Linked DNA regions of Podarcis muralis: region 2 is linked to region 1. The links are chromatin contacts, called in public Hi-C maps. All regions are on one chromosome and are shown on one strand. Each heading gives the region's core, a stretch centred on a gene start, on an enhancer-like site or on the middle of the called end of the contact. The rest is flanking DNA. Distances are from core to core; before and after follow the strand shown.

What was found. Hi-C and Micro-C count contacts between places; a contact is called where the count stands out from the background.
Region 2: a Hi-C map of tail shows a contact between it and region 1, with 2.5 times the contacts expected there. The contact joins the promoter of WDFY1 here to the promoter of CUL3 in region 1. A contact is called at or near these places in 2 of 3 Hi-C or Micro-C datasets (blood and tail).

Annotation. Positions count from the first base shown.
Region 1 is chr6:29,935,120-29,940,937 of rPodMur119.hap1.1, reverse strand. It overlaps CUL3 (cullin 3), which reads right to left and starts at 3,678. Exons shown (of 17, transcript XM_028731081.2): 1 at 3,259-3,678. The coding sequence starts at 3,324. The region is part of intron 1 of SERPINE2 (serpin family E member 2); the gene reads right to left.
Region 2 is chr6:30,125,055-30,130,897 of rPodMur119.hap1.1, reverse strand. It overlaps WDFY1 (WD repeat and FYVE domain containing 1), which reads right to left and starts at 3,995. Exons shown (of 12, transcript XM_028731071.2): 1 at 3,762-3,995. The coding sequence starts at 3,898.

The DNA of each region.
Region 1 (5,818 bases), core at 2,429-4,928:
TATATTGAACTTAGGTCAGTTGATCCCTTAACTCCCAAAGAAAAATATGCTTTCTTTCAGTGTGTTCCCCTATGAATGATAAAGTCAAATAGAAAGCACTTTATAGGTCATTAAGTGTAACCCATCAGATTTTATTAGGGGCTCTTTCACAGGGTTGTATGCTGTTTGTGCACAAGTAGAACAGAAGGCTAGAAGGCCTTCTGGAGTGGATTTTGGGAACAGGTTGGGGGTGTTATTTAAGGGAAAGGAAGGTTAAGGCACAAATGCAAGTCTACTTATGCAACAATTAATTCTGTCCACAAAATTTTACAACCCACTAGCACAAATTCAAAACTTTCACCAACCCAATCCAAAGTCAATATATGGACTAAGTAAGGCTGTCTCAGCATGTGATCAATACTACATTGTACATACTTTATGTATAAACTAGTGTAGATCGTGGTTAATTATCCCCATAATTCAACTATGAATTGTGGGCATCTATCTTTTTGTCATTCCTCTTGATTTTCTAATGCTGCTTTTTTGCTGAATAAGTTGCACCATGCTTGGTACCCATGTACTGAAGATCTTTGCTTCTATCAGTAGCTCAGTGACAACTTCTTGCCTACTGACAGCCTTCAGTCAAATTATTTAGATGCAACCCTTCCCCACGATATTCTAAAGAGCTGAGTTAAAAATATGCTTCCCCCTCCCCATTCCAGGCCAAAACATGAAAAGGTATGCCTCAAGGTAAAAACGTAAGGTTTTGTTGTTTTTGCTTTGTTTTGCTGCTGCTGGAAGTTGGATGGTAAAGAATGGCAGTTTATATATACAGTGGTACCTCGGTTTACGAACTTAATCCGTTCCGGAAGTCTGTTCTTAAACCAAAGCGTTCTTAAACCAAGGCGTGCTTTCCCATAGCAGTGGGGCACTCAATTTACAAATGGAACACACTACACAGGAAGCGGAACATGTTCGGCTACTTCCAGGTTTGCAGCATTCTTAATTCAAGTTGTTCATAAACTAAGCTGTTCTTAAACCAAGGTACCACTGTATATAAACCTGTCTAGAAATTAGCTCCAACTGGTGGGTTGGACTCAGTTCCAGATAAGTCTGATCCAAGGTAGGGTACAAATGCAGTACTACCACAATACATACTCACTTTTTCCCTCCTAAAAAGTAAGGGGAAATGTGTGTGTCTTATGGAGCGAATGCAGGCTGCGCAGCTATCCCAGAAGCCAGAACAGCAAGAGGGATTGCTGTTTTCACTGCGCAGCGATCCCTCTTGCTGTTCTGGCTTCTGAGATTCAGAATATTTTTTTTCTTGTTTTCCTCCTCCAAAAACTAGGTGCGTCTTGTGGTCTGGTGCGTCTTATAGAGCGAAAAATACGGTACATATAAAAACATGCACAAACGCACATATGTAGTAAGGGGAAAAATACAAAGAAACTGGGTCCCCAAATACATCTTTGAGTTAAAGGTCCAAAAATGTTGAAGACTACTGTTAGTTTGCTTTAACAATGGTTATTTTAATTATCTTCAGCTCATGATGTCTATGTACCCTCCCCACTAAGTAGGCATTAAATATAGCTATTTTAAAATATTTTTCTAGAATGAGCCACAATTATGACAACTGCTAACAAAAAACACTTTTACAGGGAAAACAATGTTCTACTTTGTGTGAGAAGGCTGTGTGAACATTCTTCACCCACTAACATTTTATAGGCTCATCTGCAAGAAAGGAAAATGAAAAATGTTTACCCTGACTGCAAACTTTGTTTCTCTCAATCTGTTCAACTCCCATATACAACCAAGTGTTTGATGCATAAATCTCATCATCCAAATTTAAAAGGCTTCAAGAAACACTTGTAATATATGTTTTACTTAGAGAATAATTGTAAAACACTGTAAGCAACTGTCATTGTTGATTATCATGATAGCATCTCCCACTGCTATTCAGGCAGCCAAAACCAACTTTAAGACATTTCAAAATTGACTTGACTAACATGTTGTACTTTCAACAGCTCCTAAGAACACAGCACTTTATTTAAAAACACAGATCTCTTTATCTTCAGAATCTATTACATTGTCATTCAGGGAGTCAATCTTAGCTGAAAAACAGGGTAAATATATAATAAGCAAGTTTTGTTGCTCTTTTGCAGAGTTAATTTTCCTAATCTAACTATGCTGACTTGGAAGAAAACACTAATGGTTTCAATTGGGCTTCTGAGTAAATAGGATTGGGCAGTAATAACTTAAAATATATAAATACAAGTTTAATTTTGAGAATGGAACTGCAGGTTGATCAAATGCTGACGGTGACAGTTGTTAGTTCATTCACATAAACAGGTAGAGCCAGTTTCTTTGTGAAGGCAACAATTATTTGCCACTAGTTTCCTGACTCAAACGCAACAAAAACTTTTGCTCAAGCCTAAAAAACGTACAACCAAACATCTCCTTTTAAGCATATATGTATGTGTATAAACACTCCAGTACTTTGGCAATCAGCAAGTCCTTAAAACAAAAACAAAAACTTTACACGTTACAAAAAACAAACAAACCCAGGCCTTCATCTTGGGTGTCCATTGGCTTTCAATCTTCAGCTGAAACAACTATCGGTCAGGAAAGATATGAGGTAATTTATGCTACAAATCACCTCGAAAATGCTCCCTCCCCGTATGACAACCCCACAGAGCGGGGGAAATGTCATAAAAACTGTCCGTTGTCAAAATCCTTACAATATTCAGCTTCTTTTATTGATACTGGCGAGACAAAAAAAACACAACACAACAAGTTTGAAGTTGATACAGAACTAGTATGACGTTGGACTCTTCGGGCGAGTGTGTGTGTATATGTGTGTTCTTAAGACCTTCACGCAATTTATTGTCATTATTATTATTATTATTTAATAACAGGCGCTGTACTAGGCAGGCCATTGTCAAGGGCCCGAGGGGAAAGCCGCGATCTCCCCAGAGCCCTTTTCCTGGGGCGGCGGCGGGGGGGCCGCCGGGCCCTCTAACCTGCCTCTCCCTTTCCTGGGACGGGAACTTGGGCTCCCCGCCCGCTGACAGCCTCTCCTGAGGGTCTCCCCGGAGGGCCTCCCCTCAGTGCCCGCGGCCCGCTCCCTCCGCCGCCCCACAGACGCCCCTGTGACAAGCCAGGTCGGGCGACGAAGAGAGGGGGCTCCCTTGCACGCAAGGCCGCGGCCGGCGGCTCGTCTCGCCGCCAGGCCCCGGTCCCGGCCCGGCGCCGCGACGTCCCTCTCGCTCCCTCACTCACCGGGAAGGCTCGGATCCGCATCTTGGTGTCCTTCCGGCTGCCGGTCCCCTTGCTCAGGTTCGACATCTTCGGGCCCGGCGGGAGCGGAGCCCCCCTTTCCTGAGGGGCGGGGAGAGGGAAACGGGGCCGGGGAGAAGCCCCCCTCAGGCGGCGGCGACCTTCACTCCGAGGGCGGGCGGAGAGGCGAGGTTGAGGCGAGGCAGGCCCAAGTGGCCGTCTGTACGCGGCGGCGGCGGTGGCGGCGGCTCCCTCAGCCTCCTGCGCCTCCTCCTCCTTCTCCGCCGCGATGGCGGCCAAACATCGCTCAGTGCGCAGGGCCGAACAGGCCCCCCCTCCCCTCACGCAGAGACACAGACAGATCCGGCGGGGGCGGCGGCGGCGCAAGAGAGAGAGGAGGGGAGGGAGGAGGAAAGGGGAGGAGCGCAGTCGGCGGGGAGGAGGGAGGAAGGGGGAGCAGAGTGGGGCCGCCAAGTCTCGCGAGAGCTCCAAACGGCTCCCGCGATAATAGGAGGCGCGCGGGGCGGGGGGGGGTGGAGAGGTAAGGAGTGTTGTCTTTCTTCCCACTGACCCTAGGGAAGCTGGAGGAGGCGGGCGGGCGAGCGAGCGGTGCTGGTGATTGGCGGGTGGTGGCGCGGAGGAGGCGGCGAGTGGGTGGATTTAGCTGTCACGTGCTACGCAGGCGGCAGGAGGCGGCGATTCGGGTTTGCACGTAGTGCGGTTGGTCGTTTGTTTCGGTTAAACCCGCTTTTAACCCGTTGCTTGCCTGGAGGCCTCTCTTAGGAAATCACTCGGGAGGTTTGGAGCGCCCCACCCGCCCCAATTCGCCCTGAGTACCTGGCCAAGGGCGTTTGGCTGGCGGTGGACCAAATGGCGCATCTTCTGCTGGGCCCTCATGTAAAACACACACACATTCGTGGCTGCTGCTGCTGCTGCTATTTCTCCCGTAGAACCAGGGACGGGTGCTTTTGGCTCTTGGGTTACCTCAGACTCCTTATTCTCAGGAGCCCCCGTCAGCATCGATGGTAGTCAGGGATGCTGAGGGATGGCTCAACACTTGGAGGGTCATAGGTTGCCCGCCTACCCCATGTCTCCCACAAGGCATCACTACTTTTATTAGTTATGATACAGCTGTGTTGCATAAGCAAATAGAAAACAAAACTTTCCCCAACCAGGCATACTTCGGAAACGATATTTTATTTTAGCTGTTGACAATACTTGACAATACACTAGCTTTTCTACCATAAGGTAATTACAGAAAACAGAATAATACAAACCAGATGAAGGAGCTGCAGAAAAAGCCCATGCAGGTGACTGGGTGAATTAATCCCAAGAAAAGGAAAGGCAAGATGTTTCATTGGGCAGTGTGTGTACACACACACACACAAATACATAAAGTCAATAAACTAACACAACCTTTAAAATAAACAACAGCTGCATAACAATTTACTAAATAACAATCTACCAAAAGCAGCAGCAACTAATCGATTTATCCGATCAGGTCTCTAAATGCCCACCTAAAAAGGTGTACCTTAACTAGCTGCCGGAAACTAATACAGTGGTGCCTCGCAAGACGAAATTAATTCGTTCCGCGAGTTTTGTCGTCTTGCGATTTTTTTCGTCTTGCGAAGCACGGTGTCGGGAAAGTTTTGGAAAAGCTTCAAAAATCACCAAAGTCTTTAAAAACCTCAAAAAAGGCTACCACAACGCGTTCTATGAGTTGCTCCTCGAAGTCAAGTCGCAACTGTATTAACAGTGTTCATAGGCGCCGACTCCATGGGGCTTGAGGGGGCCCGAGCCCCCTCAAAAATTCGTTTGGGGGGGCTCCGCCCCCCCAATAATCTCCGGCGCCCCTCCAGCAGAGCGCCATCGCCGCCCCTCTCCCAGCCCAAAATGCACAGGGAGGGGCGGGCTGCATGCCTCCTGCCCTCCCTCCCGAGCAAAAGCTCCACCCAATTTCCTTTGGAGCTGATTAATAGGCGCAGCACGCTCTCCCCTATTCACTCACGAGGAGGCGGCGCCACTTTATTTGCATATTCATGAGCTTATTTATTATTCATGAGCTTTCCCGGCCCCCCCCCCAATATTTTTTATAAGTCCGCGTCCCTGACAGTGTTAAGAAAAAGGAAACAAACTTGCAAGACGTTTCCGTCTTGCGAAGCAAGCCTATAGGAAAAATCGTCTTGCGAAGCAGCTCAAAAAACAAAAAACCCTTTCGTCTTGCGAGTTTTTTGTCTTGCGAGGCATTCGTCTTGCGAGGTACCACTGTAGAAGGGGTTCTCCGTAGAGGGGAACTTTCACGTGCAGGGGGCTACCACTGAAAAGACCCATGTGGCCCCACACCATGTACTTCATCCTGCACAGGGACAATGAGGAGCACCTCATCTGCTTCAAATGCACTTCTCCATAGTTTGAGATCATCATCAAAAGCCTTTCTCCAGGTTTTTCCACCATCTAAAGATGTTGTGGGAGCCCACCAGGGAGAGGGACTTTGTCAGCTGTGGCACCCTAATTTTAGAAGCTCACCTGGTGCCCATTCTGATTTTTCCAGCTTCAAGTGAAC
Region 2 (5,843 bases), core at 2,746-5,245, 190 kb before region 1:
TCAGGGCCCCATCCACCCCAGGCCTGAAGTTCCCCATCCCTGACCTTCAGAGTAGGGAATGGATATGGGGAACGTGTTCAAATCCTGACTTGGCTACAAAGCTCACCAAGCTTTTGTACTTGACTCGGAAGAATGATTGTTAAGTTAGAAAGCCCTAAACTTGCCATTCTCATAACTGGCAGGGGGGAATGCTGCAAAATAAATAAAAGCTCAAGAGAAAAGGTGTGTAGTGAGAAGTACATTGAGAGAAGATGGATGAAATATGGAGAGACTGATTTCAGGATGAAATAATTGAAGGAAGTGGAATTGAACAGTCCTTTGGGTGCTTTGTGAATACACACTATGTTTTAACAATTCCGGTGATAACAGTGAAGGTAACAGACTTCTACCCTCCACCCCAGCTTCATCCATGGCAACATTTTTTGAGAAATCCTAATCGTGATATTTTTTAATGCATTGCAGTGTATAGGTATTGTTGTTGAATGAGCACAATAACACAATGCATCAAAACAGCATAAAAAAGAGTCTGAGCATTTGACAACAAAAATGGCAACGAATATACACAATCAGAGAATAGAGAGTGAACAGGTTTGTGGCTGAGGTGCAACTGGAATGGTGGATTTGCCAGCTGACCGCTCACACCTGGCCACTACCCCCATCCCAGTTCTCGGATGACATGAGATGGCATGCGTGGCCAAGGCCCCAAGGTGCATGGCACTACTGGGTGCTAGGAAGTCTGCTGATGAATTTCCACCCATGTGAGTAACAACAAGAGCAACTTCCCCTCTGCACACTTCAAGCACTGCTTGGAATAACAAGCCAAGAATCAAAATGCTTCGTCTGGTATTGCCGAGCCACATTGTTCATCCACTTTGAGGAAACATGCATTCTTCTCTTAGCTTAAATGTAATCCTGTGCAACAGATGCTGTAATCCCCAAGGGCTTTCGGAACTAGCACCAATTAACCCTTTGGTCTGATGAAACCGATTATTATCTTGATTGCTTAAGCACAGCTTTGTGGGGCAGTTTTCTCTACGCACTCTCTTGTGCGCCATCTGCTTAAAAGACTAACATGTATATTCCCCTATAAATTCTGCTCCATCATGATGAAGACAAAGGCAATTTGAACATCGATGTTACCTGCTGGTTGGCAGCTGGCAATACACAACTTGAAGAACGTGTGCAAATTATGTTGTTAGTGCAAAGCAGCATGCAAAATCAAAGCAGATAATCTAAACTTTGGCTATCAAGGACTTGACTCTGTAACTCAGCCATGCAAATCAAAGGTGCAATATAAAGAGCGGTCAGAGAAGCTTTCAAGGAACAAATTCACAGGCCAGAGTAGGGCAAAGAAGGAGTGAAGGGGCTAAGGAGACACAAAAATGGGTTTTTTTAAAGCAACCAAACCAATGTGAAAAAGTATTTGTGCTGGAATATGAGCACTCTTTGTCTTTGTGAGGGGAGAGCAGAAGGAAGAAAGTATTTCTGTACAGTCAGACGCTTCCCCAGACTGAGTAAATGGGATGGGCTATTTCTGCTTCAAGGCAGTGTGCCAGTATTCAACCATTTCTCTCTCCACACACACACACACACACCCAACACATGTGCATGCACACACAGGGCAGGGGGTGTTTTGATGTAGGGATAATGTGAAATATGGGGAGGGTGGACAGAAAAGCCTTTATATTTTGTTCTCTGAATAACTCAGAAATATAATCCATCATCAGATAAGGTTATGCAAGCATTAAAGTTGCACAGAACTCAGCTTTGTCTCAGGGGAGCTCAAAGTTGCCCTTCCTACCCGAAGCTGAAGGTTTTCTGGCAGTTCTACAAATAGAATGAGCAAATTGGCCTGTCTGTTTCTCTCTCTATCTGCATTGGGGGAAGGTCACCAGTCTATCCGAACTGGTGCGCATCCCCCCCCCCCCCAATTCTCACTTGCTTCTCTCCAAACAATCCTGGGGTGACTGGTTAAGGGCTCTCCTTGGGTATCATTAGAGACTGGATTCACCAGGAATCAACCAACCTACATTTGAAGATGGGAGTCGTGGGCAGCTCAGTTGGTTAGAGAATGGTGCTGACAACGCCAAGGTTGCAGGTTTGATGCCCATAAGTGACAGCTGCATATTCCTGCATTGCAGGAGGTTGGACTAGATGATCCTCAGGGTCCCATCCAGTTCTATGATTCTATGAAAACATCAGAACTCACCCATGAAATGTGTAATGTAGCCAACAACAAAAATGTGCCTTCATGCGTATGCAGGCCTCTTTCTATCCCCACTGTACAGAGTCACTGCTGAGGTCACCCCTCACTTAAACAGAGAAGTTGGGGTGCATGTATGTGTGATGAAAGCCTGCCACAACCCAAGGCAGCTTCAAAGCCTGACACTACTCCTTTTATCCAGTTCGGCTGTGGCTTCTGTGCAACAAAAAAGGAAGATTTTTCTGGCTGAACAGATGTAGGACCGGAGACAGCTTTGGGTTATTAATACCTGACAAGCAACGTTAATACCTGATCACCCTATTTGATTCCCTTTCCCCCACGGGTGAGTGTTATTGTGTGGGTGTCCTGCAAGCTTCCTAGAGGGATCTGGCTGGCCACTGTGAGAACAGGATGCTGGACTAGATCACCTGATCCAGCAGGCTCCTCTTACATTCTGATGTCTCAAACTCTCTACACCAGAAATCTAAACTGGGTAAGTAGCGCCAAAACCACTCCCCAGTCTTGGCAATCTTAGGAAGAGGGAGGACAGAGAGAGAGAGGTTTCCTGCAAGTTTGCATGCGTCCTAGGGGCTTTCTGCAGCGCAGCAAGATATAAAACGACCCCCCAACACTTGCCCTTGCATTTCACAGTCGGGGGGGGGGGTGTCCGTTGTTTAGCCATCTCAGGTGCCCACTTGCAAACCCACCTGTGCAGCCGCTGCCCAAGAATGCAGCTCTCCCTGCATCCGACAAAGCAAGCTCTGGTCTAGTCCACCAAGGAAACAAATCTGTTAAGTCTCACAAGGCTTCCCATCCCACCACAAACTCACATGTTTGCTGTGGCAGGCTAACATGGCTACCACCCCCTGGGGATTTTTGGCTGTGTCTGGGGAGGAAGAAGGGAGTGGAGTAGCGTTGTCATCCAGGGCCCTGCATGTGGATATGAGTGTTGAGATATATATTTATATTTGTGTCTGTATCCCTTTTAAAAGGAAAAAGGCACCACCCTCCTTCGCGTAGGCGTTTGCATAGGATCCTACAATGTACAAAACTTTTTCTTCCTTCTTTAAAGAAATGCTCTTACATTTTGTTGCAGATCTTATTCCAGTTTGGGGTGGGTGAGTGGATGCGTGTGAACACCACCACCAGAGGCAGACCAGCCCCCCCCCCCCAAAAAAAAGCCAAGCAAGAGGGCAGGGGGCGTGTCCCTCCTCCTTTCCTCTCCGCCCCACAATAACAATTCTGTACCCCGAGATTTCAGAGCAAAAAAGGGGGGGCGACAAAATAAGAGCCATCCACTCCCAATTCTTGCTGCCCCTCAAAAGAAAAAGAAAAAATCATGCTCAGGAGCTGCGCTTCGCCCTTATAAAGGGGGAGGAAAGAGGCGGGTCTCTGCAATGGAAGAAATAGGCTGCGGAGCCCGGGGGTGGATGCGGGGGAGAGAGGCGGCGGAGGGACCCTTCCTCCCGCGCCCGGGGCTCGGGCGACCCTCGCCCGGGAGAAGCGCCTGCCAGCCGCCCGCTGCGGGGAAGGGGTCTCCGGGGCGTCCCCCTCTCACCTGTCCTCGCTGGCGGTGATGATGCCGTCCTCCTTGGGGATGATGAGCGCGGCGCTGACGGCGTCCTGGTGCCCCTCGATCTTGCTCAGCAGAGCGGGCCGGCTGCTCTGAGGCCGCGAGTGGATCTCGGCCGCCATCTCGCAAAGCCCGGACCGGCCAGGGGAGCGCGGCCCGTAGTGGCGGGTGTAGCGGCGACTCCGGGAAAAAGGCTTTTCAGCGCGCAGACATCTTCCGTAATGTCTGGAGTAGGCGCGCTCGACGGACGACGACGTCACTCCTCCCCAAGCCGCGGGAGAGGGTGGTGCCGTAATGGCAGCAGCAGCCGCGCCCAACCTCGCATCGTGAGACTGCCATAAAACGTAGAGTAGAGGCACCGCCGAAAGGGCTTGTTGTCCCAGGCGGGCGTATATTCCCCCTGTGTGATGCAGATACCATCTCGCAACTTCGCAGGCCCAGAAGCAGCCACAGCTGGTATATAATAAGCATACATAAGACTCATAGAATTGTAGAGTTGGAAAGGGACCCTGAGGGTCATCTAGTCCAACCCCCTCTGCGGATGAAGATGTAGATGATCAGCGGCTGATATTAGAAGTTAGTTAGCCAAAGCTCACAGCACGACCTCCCAAGATCGATGGGTTTTAGCCTGAGAGCATAACTCTATGGTATGGTATATGGTATGACTCGCTTTCTGGATCAAAGCAGTGTTTGAAATTCTGCCACTGCTGACATTTGCTGGCAAATGTTAAGATTTCTGGAAGCCTGTAGCTGGTAAAGGACAGAAAACCCTGCCATTCACAGGCAGAACTGAAAATCACTAGCTGTGCAGTATCTGCTCAGAGATAAATCCCATTGAATTCAATGGGGCTTAGTCATGGTATGTACAGTGGTACCTCGGGTTAAGAACTTAATTCGTTCTGGAGGTCTGTTCTTAACCTGAAGCACCACTTTAGCTAATGGGGCCTCCCACTGCTGCCGCACGATTTCTGTTCTTATCCTGAAACAACTTAACCCGAGGTAATATTTCTGGGTTAGCGGAGTCTGTAACCTAAAGCGTATGTAACCCGAGGTACCACTGTATAGGACTGCAGCAGCTTGCCAGTGCAGTTATTTAACCGTAGCTGATAGGGACCTTTTTTCATGCAAAGCATGTGACAGTGGTTTGGCACTTAGCTGTTGTTGTTTTTCCAACTTAAAGGGGTGGGGTAAGGAAAAGGATGCATCCCTATCCACTTGAGAAAGTGCCACTCACCTCTCTGTCCCACAAGGAATCAGAAAGTGTAGAGCATTCGTGTTGGTCTCCCACCAGGATAAAGCATTCCCTCACCCCATTACCACCACCAAGGCTGCCTTTTAGATGTGCATATTGCAGACTAAAGTGTCTCCCGTAAGGGTATCACCTAAGACTGCAATCCTAAACTCATTTACCTGGGAGTAACGCGGGTGGCACTGTGGTCTAAACCACAGAGCCTAGGGCTTGCCAATCAAAAGGTGGGAGGTTTGAATCCCCGCGATGGGGTGAGCTCCCGTCTTTCGGTCCCAGCTCCTGCCAACCTAGCAGTTCGAAAGCACATCAAAGTGCAAGTAGATAAATAGGTACCACTGTGGTGGGAAGGTAAACGGTGTTTCCATGTGCTGCTCTGATGTCGGAGTTCCATTGCGCCAGAAGTGGCATAGTCATGCTGGTCACATGACCCGGAAGAACTGTCTGCGGAGCGGACAAACGCCCAGCTCCCTCGGCCTGTAAAGCGAGATGAGCACCACAATCCCAGAGTCGTTCACGACTGGACTTAACTGTCAGGGGTCCCTTTACCTTTACCTAACCCCCATTGAATTCTATAGGGCATACTTTCAAGTACACATTGTTACTATGCAAACTCCATCATGCAATTGAGCACTAGGAAGAGCTTTGCTGGGACAAACTGAAGGTTCCTCAAGTCCTGCTTTCAGCCATAAGCAACCAGAAACCTCAGTGAAACCTACAAGCAATAATTAACCCCCAACATTGTTCCCCAACTGCCTCTGAACTCAGGGACCCCACAGAGGGGTGGAGATGCTTTCTTCAGGTGAGAGCTATTACCTTGG